Regions from separate parts of the Capsicum annuum genome. Here region 2 is linked to region 1. Evidence: chromatin contacts called from public Hi-C data. All regions are on one chromosome and are shown on one strand. Each heading gives the region's core, a stretch centred on a gene start, on an enhancer-like site or on the middle of the called end of the contact. The rest is flanking DNA. Distances are from core to core; before and after follow the strand shown. Region 1 has its middle 38 kb from the start of LOC107869027. Region 2 holds the start of LOC107869044.

The links. A called contact is a pair of places that touch in the nucleus more often than the background predicts.
Region 2: a Hi-C map of leaf shows a contact between it and region 1, with 3 times the contacts expected there. The contact joins the promoter of LOC107869044 here to the enhancer-like site in region 1. A contact is called at or near these places in 3 of 5 Hi-C or Micro-C datasets (leaf and placenta).

The regions. Positions count from the first base shown.
Region 1 is chr1:14,600,827-14,604,299 of UCD10Xv1.1, forward strand. No RefSeq gene overlaps it. Among protein-coding and RNA genes, the nearest start is that of LOC107869027, 38 kb to the left of the region's middle. Within about 2 kb of position 1,610, at least 3 of the 5 cell types and tissues checked have an H3K27ac peak or open chromatin away from gene starts, as enhancers often do. A contact at or near this core is called in leaf, where this site is marked.
Region 2 is chr1:14,669,121-14,672,546 of UCD10Xv1.1, forward strand. LOC107869044 reads left to right here and starts at 1,963. Exons shown (of 52, transcript XM_047394316.1): 1 at 1,963-2,325. The coding sequence starts at 2,229.

The sequences.
Region 1 (3,473 bases), core at 360-2,859:
ATAGGTGCATGCAAGTGATTAGTGAGACAATCAATTAATTACTTGCCCTACACGTATGCTTTTATCTAATTTTCCCACTTTTTTTAACTCTATGTGACTATAATTGCGTTTTGAAAAATTCGTTCCTCCTTTAATCCGATTATACGAATCATATGATTATACTTAGGTAATGTTTGGTACGACGTACATAACAAATAATTATTCTTTACTTGTAATAAATTTCAATGAATGCTATAAGCAAGACTATAGTAAGGATGAATCAAATTCATAATCTAAAGTGTCGGTTTAGTATTAAAAAAAAAAAAAAAAAAACTTTCATTTATTGAAGAGTGTGTTTGGTGAGGAGAAAATTATTGGTGAAAACATAATTTATATCGTTAGATATTTGACGAGGTACTAATATATGTACTACAATTGTTCCTATATATTAACAAGTCTTTTATGCTTCTAAATTAAATTTTACCTTTTACTCGTGGTCTCGTGTATTGTATTAAATTAAGAGATATTATTTTTTTCTTCCCATATATCTTTATCAGTAAGTAATTACTAGTTATTAAATTTAGATTTTTAAAGCATAATTAATATGAAAAATAAATATTTTTAAAATTAAAAAAGAATGCTAAGTCAATAGAGGACTAGTAAAAGGGAGTATTAATTATCATGATATAATTTAGGGATAATATCCACGAAAATACCTGAACTTTGACCAGATTTTCAGTTGAGCATACTGAACTTTGCGAGGGTCCTATTACCCCCTAGACTTTTTTTTCCGTATTTTAATGCAGATATCTGCCCACTTAGACACGTGTAAATATGAGGTGGCGCGTGTTACACGTGTAAAAACGAATACACGCGCCAGCGTCGAATCTGGGTATAGAGTTTTGAGGGGGGGAATTAAATCCACTTTAAAAAATCCAGAGGGTTATAGAACCCACGCAAAGTTCAGTATGCTCAACTGAAAATCCGGTCAAAATTTAGGTATTTTCGGGAGAATTATCCCTATAATTTAAAGAAATTTATATTTAAACTCATGTCATATATCTATTGATTTTATGTATATACCCGATACATGTAAATTTTTGCCAAGAATATTTTTTTAATTTTCTCATATTCGATTGACCAAACTATTTTTTAAAAATATTTTCTTGGATAACGAGTTCTTAAAATTCAGGATAATAACTAGCTTTTATGTTAAAAAATTAGTTTGTTTTTTTTTTTTGAAAAAACGAGCAAGATTTATAAATGACATTTTATGTTGATTGTCTCATCTACACAATCGAAGCCCAGTCCATATACCCCATATTTCATCATCACTTATTTTTCTCGAAAAACATTTTCCTTAGTACCAATTACACATACTATATTTACCCCTAATATGAAGCTATATGAAAGCAAAGAGGTCCCTCGATATGACATAGCAAATAATATCACCTTGACATAAAATCAAATTATGTAGTACGTAGTATCTTAATGAATTTTCTGGTGTCACAAGCAACGTTCAATTTCTTGTTCTTATATTATTGAGATAAGTGTTCAGTACTCCCTCGAACTATGGTCAAAGTTGCTACGGTATACTCCAACTTTACATTGGTTCTATTATCCCCTGAACTCAATTTTAACGTATTTTTGTCATCCTTTTATGCTGACACGCCACCTTTATTATATGAAAATGGAGTTCACGTCAAAGGCGTCGTCACGTCAGCTAAAAAGGGTGACAAAATAAACTAAAATTGAGTTCAGGTGGTAATAGAATTCCTGTAAAGTTGGAATATATCGTAACAAATTTGGTCATAGTATAAGGGGTACTAGATGTTTTACTCTATATTATTATCATCACATTTGATCAATTGATTTCGATTAGGTGGAAAACTACCATTTCAATCTCTTTCTTAGTTTATATTTTTGCCCCCTGTCAAACTATTAAATAAATAATGACAACCATATTATGTTTTGAGAAAAAGAAGATGAATATAATGATGATATGGATATCTCTTATTAGGACGGTGGTTTTGGTGACTAGCCATATTGTTGTCATGGGGACAACACTTCCAACCAAGAAATTTGCCTTCCTCTCTTTTATTTATTTTTTGGCCAAGTTTCAAACACTTGAAAATGTTGCTCTTAATCACTCATGAAGTGCCACAATATTGAAGTAACTCATCCTTTGTCAATTCCATTGTCATATCACACCATTGGGTTTGTTTGATAAGGGGAAATGGGATAGACAAAGTTATTTATTTCATGTAATTTGTTGTTTGGTTAAATATATTGTTAACCTTTTAAATTTGACATTAACTTTCATTTTGACACATCAATTAGTTACTGTTCATTTTAATCACCTAAATTAATTGACATTTTAACATCTTTTACCGACATAACAAAGTGAGTGTAATACACTCATTGACAACGCGTGTCGAACATATTTAGTCAATTTTTATTTTTTTTTCTTCATCTTTTTCCCCATTTAAAGCCATCTTTGTAATTTCCTAAAACTAAAACTAAAACTTTTTCTTCTTTCACTCTTTTTCCTTCCACCTACTCCACCTTCCACCACCACCACAATTCACTAAAGCACCACCAATAATTTAAAAGAAATTTATAAAAATATGGAAGAAAAAAGTAAAAATGTCATCACACACTAATTTTGAAGAACTTTATGAAAATATGAAAGAATCAACTTGAAAAATTAAAAAATAAAAAAGAGAAGAATTCTATGATCCGTGTCGGAATCTCGTGGGAAAAATATTCTTTCAAAAATCTTCTCTTCCCTAAATCTTTCTCAATCTTTCTCTTAACCCATCATGATTATAAGTGAAATCTTTTACAACAGTAAAAAAGAATTTAAGACACTAGTTTTAAGTGTTTAAAATAAACAATGTCAAGTTGAGGTATCAAAATGTAAGTTTATATCAAATTTAGGGAATTATATGTGTTTGGCATTATTATTTCAATATTTATATGATATAACTAATCTCGTTATTTTATACAAATGATGGGAAGAATTCTTCAAAACTTATTATACTTTTAACTACACATATAATCAAATAATTTTACATTTTATTACGAATTATTATCTCTTATTTCTCGTACTAAACTGCCCTTAAAAAGCTGTCAATTGTATTTGAGAAAAATTCCTTTCCACGTTTGTTGACTTTTTGTCCAATTTTATTCTTTTCATATTTTGGATGGTGACCTTGAAAGTAAGAGGATTTCATCTGTTTATTTAATTTATCAACTTTTTCAAAATGATCATGATTGCAATTCCTTGAAATAAAGAATAGAAAAAATTGAAATGAAATATGCAAACATATATAGCCATATATACATACACATACAATTATGACAAGATACTATACTCGATCAATTTTCAGTTAGACAGAATATTGTTTATGTGGATGTACATATATATTCTACTACGTTTTAAAATTAAAATGCTGCTATGTCAAAATTTTCTTATTTTTTATTAAAAAAAA
Region 2 (3,426 bases), core at 713-3,212, 69 kb after region 1:
TTAATTTAATGAAATTGACACACTAGAAGTGAAAGAATGAAATAGACGCATCTTAAAAATTATAAATTAAATAATAAGTTACTTAAAAAAACATTTAGTATTTTTTAATATGTGTTTTGCGGGGAAAGTTATCTGGTATTTTTCTATTTTATTTTAGTTGAGTATATTTTATTTTATATGATAATTAAAAAATTATAAATAAAATAATATATTTTATTATTTTATTATTTATTCATATTAATAATGTTCATTGGATATAGAAATGGACATGCGAATTGTAATTTTTCACATTTGATGTATACTATTAATTATAGGAATAAAGCAGAAAAATTAATTAATTTTATTTCAATTTAGTAAGTAGTTGATTAATATGAAACATTATTTCCAGTAAGATGATAAATTAAGATAGAATGGAGAAAGTATTTATTATTGGCAGAGGTGGATCCAGGATTCGAACTCTCCGGGTGTCAAGTAAACTTATCGATAAATCAATCGAATTATTGATTCGAACTCTTCGGGTGTCAAGTAAACTTATCGATAAATCAATCGAATTATTGTTCTTTTCGGTTTATAGGCCAATTAACAAATCAATCAATAATGAAAGAACAGTAATAAAATGACCAAACTTAAACTTTTAATAATATTACTAATATCATAATATCCACAATTCATTACAATTGCCCACAACGAGTTTTCATACTCTGAAAACGATCAACGATCAGTTACAAGACAAGAACGAGTGACATTAGCATTACCAGAACTTGACTGAGAATAATTAACCTTCCTGAAAAATTTCTCCATCTAAATTCACAAAAATAGAACACTTTCTCAATTCAAAACCAAGATAATTTGAATATATCAAAGCAGGGAAAATAAAAATGGGGAGGTCAATTAGCACACTAATCTTTGTCCTTCCTTACATTTTTGTATTAAGTGTTAATTTTTTTGGCCAAAATTTAGGAGCACTGGTAATCACCCCAATAATTCAGAAAGTTTGTGATTTATCTAATGTAAGAGATTTTGCTATTATGTTTTGGGAAGTGATCCATCGACATAATTTGCACATCTTAAGTTCGATATAGAAGTTTGAACAATCACTTCAAATGAAAAAAATTCATAATTTAAGCAACTTTGTAGAAAGTGTCTTCATGAGTATAATCTTATGAAACTAATTTTTGTTGATTTGAGAGTTACCTTAATCTTCAAAGGTAAGACTTTTGCGATATTGGCGGCGACGATGAAATCCGACTGTCGGCAGCAGGTAGTGAACCAAAATTCAAAAGTCAAGAAATAGAGATCGTGAAATCGTCGTGATTTGAAAATTGAGAGGAATAGCGATAGAGTTTTTTCAATTTGGGGGAGAGATATTAAATTATTTATTAACAGCTAAAGAAATAAAAAAATAAAAAATAATAATTAATTATATAATTAGGAAACTGTAATTAGCATAAATGTATGCAAAACATAAGTTACACCTAAGTAGTAGGCTTTGCTTAAAAAAAAAAGCTTCACCTTGGGCCATTAAAAACACACCTTACCATTTGCATTAGATATCACTTTGATATTGTGGGTAATATGTTTATTAATTGAATATATCACTATACATATACCTTTTTATCTATAAAGAGAGAGTGAGAGAGAATTTTTATCGAATTTTTTGAATGACGTGCTATTTTCATGGATCTTAATAAATTCATCTCTGATTATTAATAGAAAATAGTGAATATTCAATGAATTTGATGGGGATATCCAAAAACTGAACCAGAACATTACGACTATTTAAAAAAAATGTTAATATTGACTCCTAGGCAAGATCCAACTTAAAATTTGAGTCAAATGGCCAAATCGAGTTAATGGTAACACGTGAGTAGCACGTGATAAGCCTAAATTACTCAGCAAGAAATTAGTTGCTCCACGTGTATATAGATTATTAAAAATGAAAATGATTTAAAGATAGCAAAAGAGAAAAATCTCAAAACCCCCCTCATCACTTCGCCATATTACTAGCTTTTTGAACAACTGAAAACTAATACACGTATATTAATCAATCAAATCAGAAAGTAAAGCAAAGAAAGAAAAAGCGGTGCGCGACTCTTCTTCGTTGTTCTTCTTCGCTATGGGAAACTTGCACAACACTCCAATTTCTCACAATCGCTTCTTTCCTTATATTCAAATTTGCATATAGAAATTCATAATCAGAAGAGGCGATTAGTAGAAAGTAAGGGAAGATGTTGGAAGATCAAGTAGCGTATTTGTTACAGAGATATTTAGGGAACTATGTTAGAGGACTCAATAAAGAAGCTCTTAAGATCAGTGTTTGGCAAGGTTTGTTACTTAATTTAATTCATTACTCAATTGAATTTGCAATTTATTGCTACGGAGTATATATATATATATATTTTTTGTGATGATTTTGTTCAGTAAGTGTTTATATGAGCCTTTTATGTTATTTTACTGCTAATCTGTGTAATACCTCTTTTTAAATGGTACAATTTGTCAATTGTACTGCTTTGCTGTCCTGCATTTACATTATAGGTTGATTGGATGTTAACATGTTTTTTGGGATTGAGCTGCTGTGTTATTCCATAATTGTGTGATGTTAACTTTACCTTTTTAATATGTGTGATGAATTTGTGCAATTTAAGTGTTTATATGAGTTTTTATGTTATTTCTACTGCTAATTTGTGTAGTACTAACTGTTTTTAAATGGTACAATTTGGAATTCGTACTACTTTGCTGTTCTGCATTTACATTACAGGTTGATTGAATGTTAACATGTTTTTGGGATTGAACTTCTGTGTTGTTCCATTGCTTATTAATTGTGTGATGTTAAGTTTACCATTCTCAAAAAAAAAAATAAAAAAAAATTAATTACTTGTGTGATGAATTTGTGCGATTTAAGTGTTTATACGAGTCATAGCTGTTTTGAAATGAAACAATTTGCAATTTGTACTTACTTTGCTGTTGTGCATTTACATTATAGGTTGATTGAATGTTAATATGTTTTTGGGATTGAGCTTCTGTGTTATTCCATTGCTAATTAATTGTGTGATGTTAACTTTACCTTTTTCAAAAAAAAAATAAAAAATTAAATTAATTGTGTGATGAATTTGTGCAATGTGTGTGTTTTTAAATTGGATTTTGTACTACTTTGATGTCCTGCATTCATATCATAGGTTTATTAAAAGTTAAAAATGTTTTTGAAATTGAGCTTTTATGTTATGGTATTACTAATTTGTGTGAGGAATTTGTGCAATGAGTGTTTTTTTAAATTGGAATTTGTACTACTTTTCTTACTTGATGATTTTGATGAGCTTTAATGTTTATTCTATTGCTGATTGTGTGATGAATTTGTGCAATGAGACAATGAGTGTTTTTTAAATTGGAATTTGTACTACTTTGCTATCCTGTTCGTGGCAGTTAACA